2 separate regions of the Rattus norvegicus genome follow, and region 1 is linked to region 2. The links are chromatin contacts, called in public Hi-C maps. All regions are on one chromosome and are shown on one strand. The core of a region is the stretch at or near the end of the contact, and the rest is flanking DNA. Distances in the headings are between cores, read along the strand shown. Region 1 has its middle 94 kb from the start of Cysltr2. Region 2 has its middle 150 kb from the start of Chchd2l2-ps5.

Region 1 (5,095 bases), core at 889-3,388, 93 kb before region 2:
GATTGCTTTTATATGCAGAGAAGACGAGGCACAAGGGGACTAAGGAAATTACCCAAAGTTATTAAAATGGCTGGTACAGAATGTAAGCACACATCTTCAAGATCCTAGTCTTGAGGAAGCTTAAGAGGATGAGAGACATCAGGAGAAGTTAGAAGAATGGGTGCGGAGTCCTTCCAGATTCCACAACAATGCGCACAGTAACTTCCGTGCATGTGACCGCTGTGAGCAAGCTTCAGTGACCCCCACTGTAGTAGCTTAGTAGAAATGCTGAAAGGAAGGGATGCCACAAGCCCTGAAGGAGAATGCTCTTTGGGGAGATAGAAGGGGGATCTGATTAAAAGACACAAAATGAACTGTGGAGGGAACACCAGGCTGGGATCCAATTCTAGATCAACATTTCAACCTGAATCAAAGGGGAAACGTTGGAAAGGCTAACAAGGAAGTCTAAAGTGCCCTCAAGTCCCAGGGGGAGATATACAGTGAGGCTGGTACTTTGCAGAGGATACAGAAATGATCAAGCAGCCATCCAGCAGTATGTAGCCATGTGCAGCAGGCCTGTCTTCATGGTTCTCATAATTTGGCAAAATGGCTTTTTGGATGAGTGAAGTTTGTAACTTTGGGAGGTATCCGAGAGATGAGAATGAAAATGTGGCCTCCCGAAGGCCATACTTTAACAAAGCTCCCCCGGTTCCTTTGCACTGTGTTTAGAAGATACCATCAACGCTCAACAGCAAACCATAACAGACTCTGCCCTTAGTCTATGCCTGATGGGACAGTAATTCATTCTCTATAGTTTTAAATTATAGTTTAAATTATGAGGTTCTGAGGGATGGGTGAGCCTTGAGCTATGGCACACAGCCAAACAAACTTCCCACCAGAGCCCAGGACAGCATTCCACACATAGTCTAGCTCTCCAAGGAAAGAAAGGCTCCTCACCTCTTCTACAGGAGTTTCTCCTGCAAAACAGTGTTCTTCAGAATGGGGTGGTGGCCAGCATTCTTCTAGGCACCGAGGCAAAGTCAATGTCCAAATAGACCATCATCTTGGTCTCTGCTTGAAGCTAGTCAGTCATGTGAATAGTGTCCCAGGATGACTCCTCCAGGACCTGGGATGACCTGTGCCCGCTGCTTATTCTTCATGGAGCATCTTGACAAAGCTCCTTTCTTCCTTGAACCTGCCAATTTTCCATTTATCTCATAGGAACAATTGGTCCTCTTTCCAGGGGATCAAACCTGCTTGCTCCATAGGACTCTTAGCTCCAGGAGTTCATCTCAGTGTAGCATCAGTGTGCACGAAAATTCTTGTTTTGCTACTCCCCATTCCCCCAAGAATATAAGTACCTCATAAAGAAAAGGCAGCCAGCATAGATCACAGCTGACCAATGGGGCCAACCCTGGGCATTCGTAGATGTTTGGAAGATGAGCAGATGCTGGAATCCTGAAGGAACAGAGAAACAAAGAGCATCCATTAGTGATAGTCAAGAACATGGCGGATGTCAGGGAGCTTGGTTAGAATGCCAGTCCTGTCACTCAGCAGTTAAATGACATTAGACTTTTGATTATCCCATGTGCAAAATAACAACCACAGCAACAATAACAACCTAGAAAGATAATTACTTTGCTATTATTACAGATACGTCAGGACTGAAATAGAGTAAATGGGATAGTGTAATTATTTAAACTAGAGTTTGGCACAATCTGAAGACTGAGCTAATATTAACAATACTCTCACCCCCTTGGTGCCAGCCTAGTCCTTTCTCTGCTGGGGTACATTTTGAAGAAAAGAACTATTGCTACATTTGGAAACTTCTCAATTTCTATTTGAGAACTATAAAGTGGAATTCCTTTCAGAACTGGCCACTAGTATCTCCAAATCATGTAGAGTCATTTACAAAGATGAATAAATATTTATGCGCCACCATTGGCATGGCTCCCAGCGTCAGAGGGTCTCATTACCAGAGATGCTTGTGAATGGCTTCTCCCGAGCCATGTTTTACCGGCATAAAACTCACCACTAGGTGGCAGCTAAGAGAGGGTCCCCGGAAGTGAAGGCAAACACACCCTTTTGGCAGCTGCACCGGAGGCTCTGCTGTTCATACCCAAACATCTGACTCACCCAGTGAACGTCAGCCTGGAAAATGACAGGCACTGATTTCAACGGCCAGTGAAATATAACATCCCTGGGGCCAGAGCAGTAAGACAGATCTGGAAGCCTGTGAGCAATTTCCACGGAAATAAGAGAATTAGGGCCGCTGACAAGTGAAGACACACAAGCTTATAAACTACTTAAGTCTTTATGATAAATCATGTCCCTAGATAAAGAAGACTCAAATAGTCACGATTCTCCCCAGCACAAAAGCCTACGATGACCATGATGGGTTTCACAATTAGTATGGGGGCGGACGGGTAGGAGGGAACAACAACTTGGTGCTAGAATTTCTAGGGAGAACTAAACAAATAACACTTCTCGTCCATAAAACCGACTGGGGAAAGTGACCTTCAGTGCAGTCTGACTATTGGTGCCGTACAGAGGACAGAGGGCAGAGCATCGCAGAGGACAGAGGGCAGAGCATCGCAGAGGACAGAGGGCAGAGCATCTCAGGAGTGCTGCACCGTGATAGTAACATTCACTAAGCACTGACTGCAGAGCCCTGCTTTACACACCGTCTCTTTCGCCCTGCCAACCCCACTGCCAGGCAGCAGTGATTCATATCCCCATTTGACAACTAGGGAATTGGAGGCTCTGGGAGATTAACTTGTCTAAAGACGGAGTTCGATTCCGTATCCAAGATTTAATTCTCTGCAGTCTCCAGAGCTATGGTAACAGGAGAAAATCCAGGTGGTCAGCAAGATTTGTGCACGTTTTTGAGCCTTCATTGCTTTATCTCCTCCGACTCCTTTTGATGTTCTAATTAGGCTGCAGTGGAACAGCATTGTGGGCTGGCCTGAAGGCTACGGTGCTGAGGTGCTGCCTAAGGTCGCACTGAAGAGGGGGGCACCAGAGGATAAACAACAGCTCCCTTTATTATTTTGAGAGTGCCTCCTGGGGTCATTGTGGTTTCTTGCAGTCCAAGGATTTGTGTGTATCCCCCTGGCCACTAGTCACCATGACACATTTGCCCTTGCAACTCAGCCTAGACATTGGCTTTTTTGCAGAAACATTCTGGCCACCATCAGAGGTATACATGGTCTCCTCAGACCCAGAGGATACTGTAAGAATCACCACTGAGTACTTTTCTTCTGATACTTCACTGGTTTATTGACCTGACATTCCCCAAGAATCTAAGCTGTCCCCCTAACCTGTTTTTCTGTCCCTGACTCCTCAGTCCTGACCAGTGCCAGGGGCAAAACGATGGTCATGAGCTCTTTATTGAATGAAAAGATTCTTAGATACCCTGTTTGCTTTCGGGGAAGATGGGGGTGGGGAAACTCCAAGCCATGTAATTTGTATTTAAAGCAGGAGCAGGCTCTTGAGAAATACTGGCTTCAGGTCTCATCACTGCTTGGGAGCTGACCCACAAGCAGCTACCTCGGAGACTGGGCTACACCTACCCGTTGCTGAAGCTGTTAAAAGGACAGTGTGGGATATTATCCTCTCAGCTTCCTTGGGAGCCTGTGGCTGCTCATCTGGAGGTCCCTGGTTATACAAAGGTGACATGGAGATAGGCCCTCCACTACCCCACACACAGGTGCCATTGTGGTACTTCCTCCAATGCCAAGCAATAGTTAGAAGTCCCCCAAGAGGGTGACGCCCACACAGGCTTGTGTTGGCCATGTTAAGCTTCCAGACCATTTGTTTTCCTGTGGTGTCATGACTCAAGCTCGCCCCAGGTCTTCTAAACCTCCACAAACATGGATGCACACATTTCCAGACCTGCACAGATGCAGTGTTACAGTGTCAACACCACACTTGGAACAATTGGCTTAGAGTTCTCTATAGGCACAAAGTGCGGCAGCAAGCTCGTCTCATTGCAGCCAGCATCTGCTGAGAGCCCCCACCACCCTCATCACCGAGCTAGTCACACTCATGTGTCCTACAAAGGTAAAGCAAAATGCACATTTTCAGGCCTGTGTCTCTAGAGGTCTCAAATGAATGCTGTTGATAGATTTTTTGCTTCTAGGAAACCAGAGGGAACAAAATAGCACGGTGAACACCATCTTTCTATCACACAGCTTTATCGCATGTTAACCTTTCAGTCTATTGTCCCAGATTAGAAATGCGATTGAGGATTCCTGTGAGGAGTGAGAGGGATACAGTCCCTCTTTACCCCCACCCCCTCCCTCTCCCCCCTCTCGTTATTAATTGCCAGAACTCTCTGTCTACTGTTTCAATATTGATTTCTGCCACCCCCAATATTTTAAAATATTGACTACCAAGATATGGAATCGTAAATAGATACAACATTTCACTTAATTATTCTAATATAGAAATAAAGCCTCCTGCTACTTTTATGATTATGTAAATTTTTCCATTCAGTAATATGACTTTGGGGAATTTTATGAGTTCGGGGGTGCCTCAGTGGGTAATGTGACTGCCAAGAAGCCTGAGGACTTGAGTTCAGGCCCCACATAAAAAGCCAGCTGCTGTGTGCGTACCTATAATACCACTGGAGAGGCCAACACAAGACTGGCTCACTCTATAGAACTGGAACAAAGTAGCTCTCATCTACGCTGTGGTCAGTGACATTTAGTTACTCATTGTTTGCTCTGCAGTTTCTTCAGGGCTTTCATCGTGACAGGATGTTGGATTTCAGCTCTCTCCATCTGTTGAGATGATTGTGTGATTTCTGTCCTTGAGTTGGCTTAAATGCTGTGTAATTCCTATTGTTCTTTCAAGTACTAAAACATATTTTTATACCTGGAATGAAGCCTTCTACGTGTGTGTGTGTGTGTGTGTGTGTGTGTGTGTGTGTGTGTGTGTATGTGTGTGGCAAATGGTCCCAACATGTTGTTGGATTTGATTTGCAAGTTTTTTATTGAGGATTTTAGCATCCACACTCCTTAGGGACAGTGGCCTATGTAGTGGTTGAACGAGACTACCCCGTACCCCCATAGACTCAGACAGTTGAGGACTTGGTTCCCAGTCAGCAGCACTG
Region 2 (5,555 bases), core at 1,045-3,544:
GAATACCAAGGGAAGTTGGGAGAAGTAGCCAAGAGAATAGATGACAGAATTCCAACTTCATGAGTGTGGGCCAGAGAGCACACGGATTAGCAGCAACACAGGGGTCTAGATGGCTTAAAGTCAGTTTGCTGTAACTATGTAAAAAATATTCAATCTTAGGTTCTATTTATGAAGTATGATAGTGTCCACAGAGCTGTTCTGTTGTTCTGCTCGGGCGAAACACCATATAAACCAGCCATTGTACCTGTATCTGAAGAACACCTGAGCAGGAGCTGGCTTAGGTAAGATAAGTCTAAGTTGCTGATGCTAAAAGATCCATTGACAGCCATGTAATGCTGCATTTCCATCGGCCTGCTACTCTCCTGTGTCACATCCTATATAATAAGCTTGTCTGGCGTGCAATGCGGGTCTCCCTGACGGCATTTGGGGAACCAAGTTTTTTTCATACTCACTCCTTCATCATTCATCAGAGAACTGTCACTTTCCATGGGGTTGAAATAAGCACCAGTATGCACTGGTTACAGTTGGGTTGACACAGGAAGGGAAGACAAAGGACATTCGGGTGCCATTTGACACTGGCCACTCAGTATTCACGCTCACATATCACTGTCACCTATGACTGTTCACACCTAACTAAGTGGGAGACAGGAAAGCAGTTTAGCTACTGTCGGCTCTGTGACTATAGTTCCAATAAAAACAAAAGGAAGAGGGAGGAAGGGACAGAGAAAAAGAGGAGGAGGAAGAGGAGGAGGAAGAGGAGGAGGAGGAAGAGGAGGAGGAGGAAGAGGAGGAGGAAGAGGAGGAGGAGGAAGAGGAGGAGGAGGAGGAGGAGGAGGAGGAGGAAGAGGAGAAAGAAAAGAGAAACCATGACTAATTTTGCATGGCTGTACTTTCAGATACTCGGGAGGCTAAGGCAGGAAGATTACAAGTCCAAGGCCAGCAGGAGCAACTTAGTAAGACCCTGTCTCAAAGTAAATGGTAAAGCGGGCCTTTCGATACATCTTAGTAGTAGAGTGCTTACCTAACATGAGCAAGGCACTAGGTTCAAGCCATACTTCTTAAGAACTAAAGGGAATGGAGGGGTAGAATTGAGGACTTGGGTGGCTAGAGCTAAATCTCCCACAGTCTTCTGGAGAAATAGCAATCAAGTGGGGAAAGAATGGTTTAAGAAGAAAAAAGTTTCTGTGAGAAGCTCGGGCTAGTTCTATGTGACTCTGGAGCCACATCAGGCCAACAGGTAATAGACTTTCTGGATAATCAGAAGATAAGAGAGCTTCCAGGTGGAGACAGACATCCCCTCTTATTCCCAAGGTCGAAACTCATTCAACGTCTTAGGAGCTGTACAGTCTAGTGAAGCATTCTGATTGGCCAAGTTAGGTTGTTGATGCTCCCTTCCAGAAGAGTCTTTCCGGTAGATTTTGTGATTCTATTTCAACTATGTGCTTGCTGTGAGCAGAGCCTTTCACCTCTACTGCAAGGCTTATGCTGCTCACATGGCCCAGCGGTCTAAAGACCCAGCTATTGGATGCTGTTGCTAGATCTGCACACAGCATGTGGTCTAACGACATGATATTTCCACCGTGGCACTGCTGACCCAGGAAGAAGTCAGAATTAAGTCAAGTATCTCTTCCTGCTCCCCTCTGTCTCCCTACACCCTTCTCCACATCTCTTATTTTAACAGGGTTGGTTCCTTGATTGAAACTGGCAGTTACGCAGGGTTTAGCACAAAAGCAGATAGGATCACGCTTACATCCCCTTCCAGCTCTTTTTCCTGGGTCAGATGACTGATTCGTTACCTGTGCTTTTATCTGGCCCCAAAGCACAACCATTTCCTGGTCTGGACATTTCTGCCTGTCTCCCCCCACTCCCCATGAAGATGGACTTCTCCTATTCCTCTCTTCCATATACTAAGTCAGTGAGTCACTTTTTCCTGTCACCTGCCAGCGTGCTGCCCAAGCTTCTTCCTCCCTAGCTCTGAGTGCTGTCGAAAGGGTAAGGCTTAATTTGAAATTAATTCTTCATCCCTTGTACCCTGAAATGGACGTCAAAAAAGAATTAATCACCACCGGAGCTTCCGCCATAGAAACTACACCCACATTCCCTCCAAACAGAGAATGACTCAGACAGCACCTTTTTGGTCTCCTTAGTAACTGGCCTCTCAGATTTCCCTCTTGTATTTGCAGGCAGGCAAGCACAGCAAATTGACTGGGGGAAGGGAAGCAGTTCACAGCACGCAGAGCGTGCTCTGGGTGGAATGTCACTTGCAACACTGTTTGCCAAGCACCATACACTGGCTCTGTGTCTGTTATAACGGGAGCATTGATTTAGCCACAAGCAGAGTGCAGGGATAAGTCTGGAAAATTACTGATGGCCTCAGGAAGGTTTGGTGACATCCACTGGAAATTGACACTGGTGGATTCATTTCTCAGTTAGAAATGTTATTAACCTTGACTCTAACCTGGGCTTTCAGTTAGAGGCAGACACACAGTTCTGGCAAGACAGATGTGAACAGGGAGAAAGAAGTTCAACTATGACACTTACCCGCCTACACCATAGAAATAATACTGTAAGAATCAAACTTCAGTATTTCTGTGTGGATTGCTTGGTTCATTCATAAGCACCTACCCAACACTTTCTGAAAAACTAAAAACTAAACCAATCAAAATCAATAGTACAGGAAGTTCTTCAGCCGCTAAACGTTGGTACCTTGGAACAAACTCTCCATGCCTCTAGGTTTCCTGCTGGAAACTAAATGAGAGCTATCATCCCTTCCAGTGGTGAAAGTTAGATTCCACTTCTTGGGATCATATTGATTTTAAAGCAGAAACTATTTAGCTTATGATTTAAGGTTCTTGGTCAGAGACCATCTAAACAGAAAAGTTAATCTGTCCTCCCCAGCATTTTGTAAATGAGGTCAACAGAGGTAAAATTACCTGCCCCAAGATGACATTCACTTGAGAATTTTCTTCTATTATTTTTGACGTAGAGTCTCATTATGTGGCCTGTCAGCCTTGAACGGCTGATTCCTCTGCCTCAGACTTAGCAGGAGAGCCAGGGTCATAAACATGACTCCACACTTGGTTAGTTTTAGTTTGAGCCCAATGTACCATGTGATTGTGTGCAAAATCGTTTTGCCAAGCTTGTGGGAAGCAGGACCAGCATTCACCTGCCCTTCTTGTCCAGTTCCCAAAAGTATCTGTTTCAAAATACATATGCTTGTTGTTTGAAGCTAATTCTTTTACTTATTATTATCCCTAATTTTTTTTTTGTTTTTACTTTAGGTATTGCCAAACCCAAAGCTTTTTTTAATCCCCTTCCTATCTTGGTATAATTTTACAATGGTTTTAGATCGATAAACAGTATTTATTTGCCAGAGATATTATTCATAGTTGCACTGTGAAGTGTGCTATAAGTATTCTTTCATTCAGTTTACTTTTCCCAGAATTAATAATGATCATGTTTTGAGTTTTGCTTACTTTTCTATGAGTAACCATAAATTCTACCCTAGCTCTTTATGACTGTGACCATTTTGTATGTGTAAACACATTGCATATATATGAAATGTCAATGCCATCTTTTCGAATTGTGTTCTTTATATTTTTATTACACTTATTTACTTGTTTGTGGAAGTGTATGGTGTGTGTGTGTGTGTGCGTGCGTGCGTGCGTGTGTGTGTGCGTGCGTGCGTGTGTGTGTGTGTGTGTGTGTGTGTGTGTGTAGTTGTGAAGTCAGAAGAAACTTGTAAGATTCGTTTTCATCTCCCACTATGTAGGTCCCCACACCAAATTCAAGTCCCCAGACTTAGTAGCTAGCACCTTTACCAGCTAACCATGTGGGTGACTCTAACTTCATCTTCTTCTAGAAATCCTTCCAGTACTCCTCTAATCTGCTTCTGTCTGGACCAGTTGCTCTCAAGAGCAGCCCCACAATAGTCATTGTCACCGTCCATTACCTGTTTCCTTGGAGATGTCCTCCTGTCCTTTTGGGTCTTTTATTGCTTGAGCCCTACATCTACCTGACTTGTCTTCCTGACTGATTCCCTGATTTTGGCAGAAATGCTTCCTCCAGTAGACTACTAAGGATAGGTATGTAAGGGATAACTTCTTTGATATGCTGCATATGACAGAAATGTTTCATCCTACCTCACAGATGACTATGAGACCAGGACTATAGAATTCTAGGTAGGAAGTTATCACTAATTACCGTGGCAGTGTGAAAGCTTGTGTGTGCTTTAATATGATCCAATGTCATGGTTAAAACCATGCTGCTTGCTAACTGCTTGTGAAGGAATGGCTCTAGTTTTGTGCCCAGGATATCCCAGAGATGATTTGACTACTGTTTATATCTCTTTAACTCATTTTCATGATCTATAACTATGCCGCTGTCTGCTTGTTTGTCTTAGGAATCTGGATTTATGGGTTCCTCTTGGCTCACTTACAATGGAAACATCACAATACTCGGATCTGTGGCTTCACAGTCCTGTGGGGTTCAGGGGTTCAGTGAAATAACAAGAAAGCCCCATGGAAGTTCGTGCTTGACAAGTCTCATCTGGACACTCACAAAATCTTCCCAGGAGTCTTCTTGTTTTACTAATTCCTAATGGTTTCCTTCACAATAACGTTAAGAACAAAGTAATAAGCAGCCTGTTGCAATAATTTCCAAAGATGCTTTTGATGCATTGTGAATTGTGTCTTTGCATATTCCATTTTTTTCTTCCTGTGTTGCCTTCACTTTCAAGTACAGGGTCGATTGTGACTTTAATGGAAGAGGCAAAGCTGATCTAAAGCCCATCTTATTCACACAGCATGCAGTTGACAGACAGCTTATCTTTTCTCCACTGCTCTACAGCAGCAAGGTTTTGTCATCAGTCTAAATTTGTCTTTTTTCTGTAATCTTTGTCCTATTGATTTGTGTGTGTATGTGCATGTGCATGCATGTGTGTGCACATGTGTGTCTGTTTGTGTGTGTGTGTGTGTGTGTGTGTGTGTGTTCTCCTTGCATCACTAGTGCCACACTGTTTTAACTGCTGTGCCACTATGTAACTCTGTTTTTTAAGATTTTTCTGGAGTACTCTTGTCATCGTTACTCAGTGTAAAAGTTAGAAATAGCCTGTCAGTATACACACACACACACACACACACACACACACACACACACACACTTTCACAGGATGGAATTTGGGTTTGAGTTACACTGAATGAATTTGGGAAAACTTGATATTTTTCAGAACTGAGTCTTCCAACGCAGGATGATGTATTCCTGATATTTAAATCTTTCTAAAGCTCCCTCCATTGTGTTTTGCAATTTCCAGTGTAAATTTTAATGTGTATCTGATTATATAAGTACTTAATATTTTATAATATAAATGGCACCATTTAAAATTTTGTTTCTAATTGTTTGTAGCATATCGGTATACAGTTGATTTTAATACAATGACCTTATACCCAGAGACCTTAATTCATTTTTAATTATGTTTATCTTTATGGGTTTCCCATCCATATACTAAGTCTGATCATCTACAAATTTTGATGGTGTTGTATAATTTTTGTGTTTGT

The links. A called contact is a pair of places that touch in the nucleus more often than the background predicts.
Region 1: a contact with region 2 is called in a Hi-C map of the A7r5 cell line, with 2.4 times the contacts expected there. The contact joins two enhancer-like sites. A contact is called at or near these places in 3 of 12 Hi-C or Micro-C datasets (the A7r5 cell line, the Rat2 cell line and mammary epithelial cells).

What each region holds. Positions count from the first base shown.
Region 1 is chr15:54,541,649-54,546,743 of GRCr8, reverse strand. No RefSeq gene overlaps it. Among named protein-coding and RNA genes, the nearest start is that of Cysltr2, 94 kb to the left of the region's middle. Within about 2 kb of position 2,138, at least 31 of the 93 cell types and tissues checked have an H3K27ac peak or open chromatin away from gene starts, as enhancers often do. A contact at or near this core is called in the A7r5 cell line, where this site is marked.
Region 2 is chr15:54,448,575-54,454,129 of GRCr8, reverse strand. No RefSeq gene overlaps it. Among named protein-coding and RNA genes, the nearest start is that of Chchd2l2-ps5, 150 kb to the right of the region's middle. Within about 2 kb of position 2,294, at least 39 of the 93 cell types and tissues checked have an H3K27ac peak or open chromatin away from gene starts, as enhancers often do. A contact at or near this core is called in the A7r5 cell line, where this site is marked.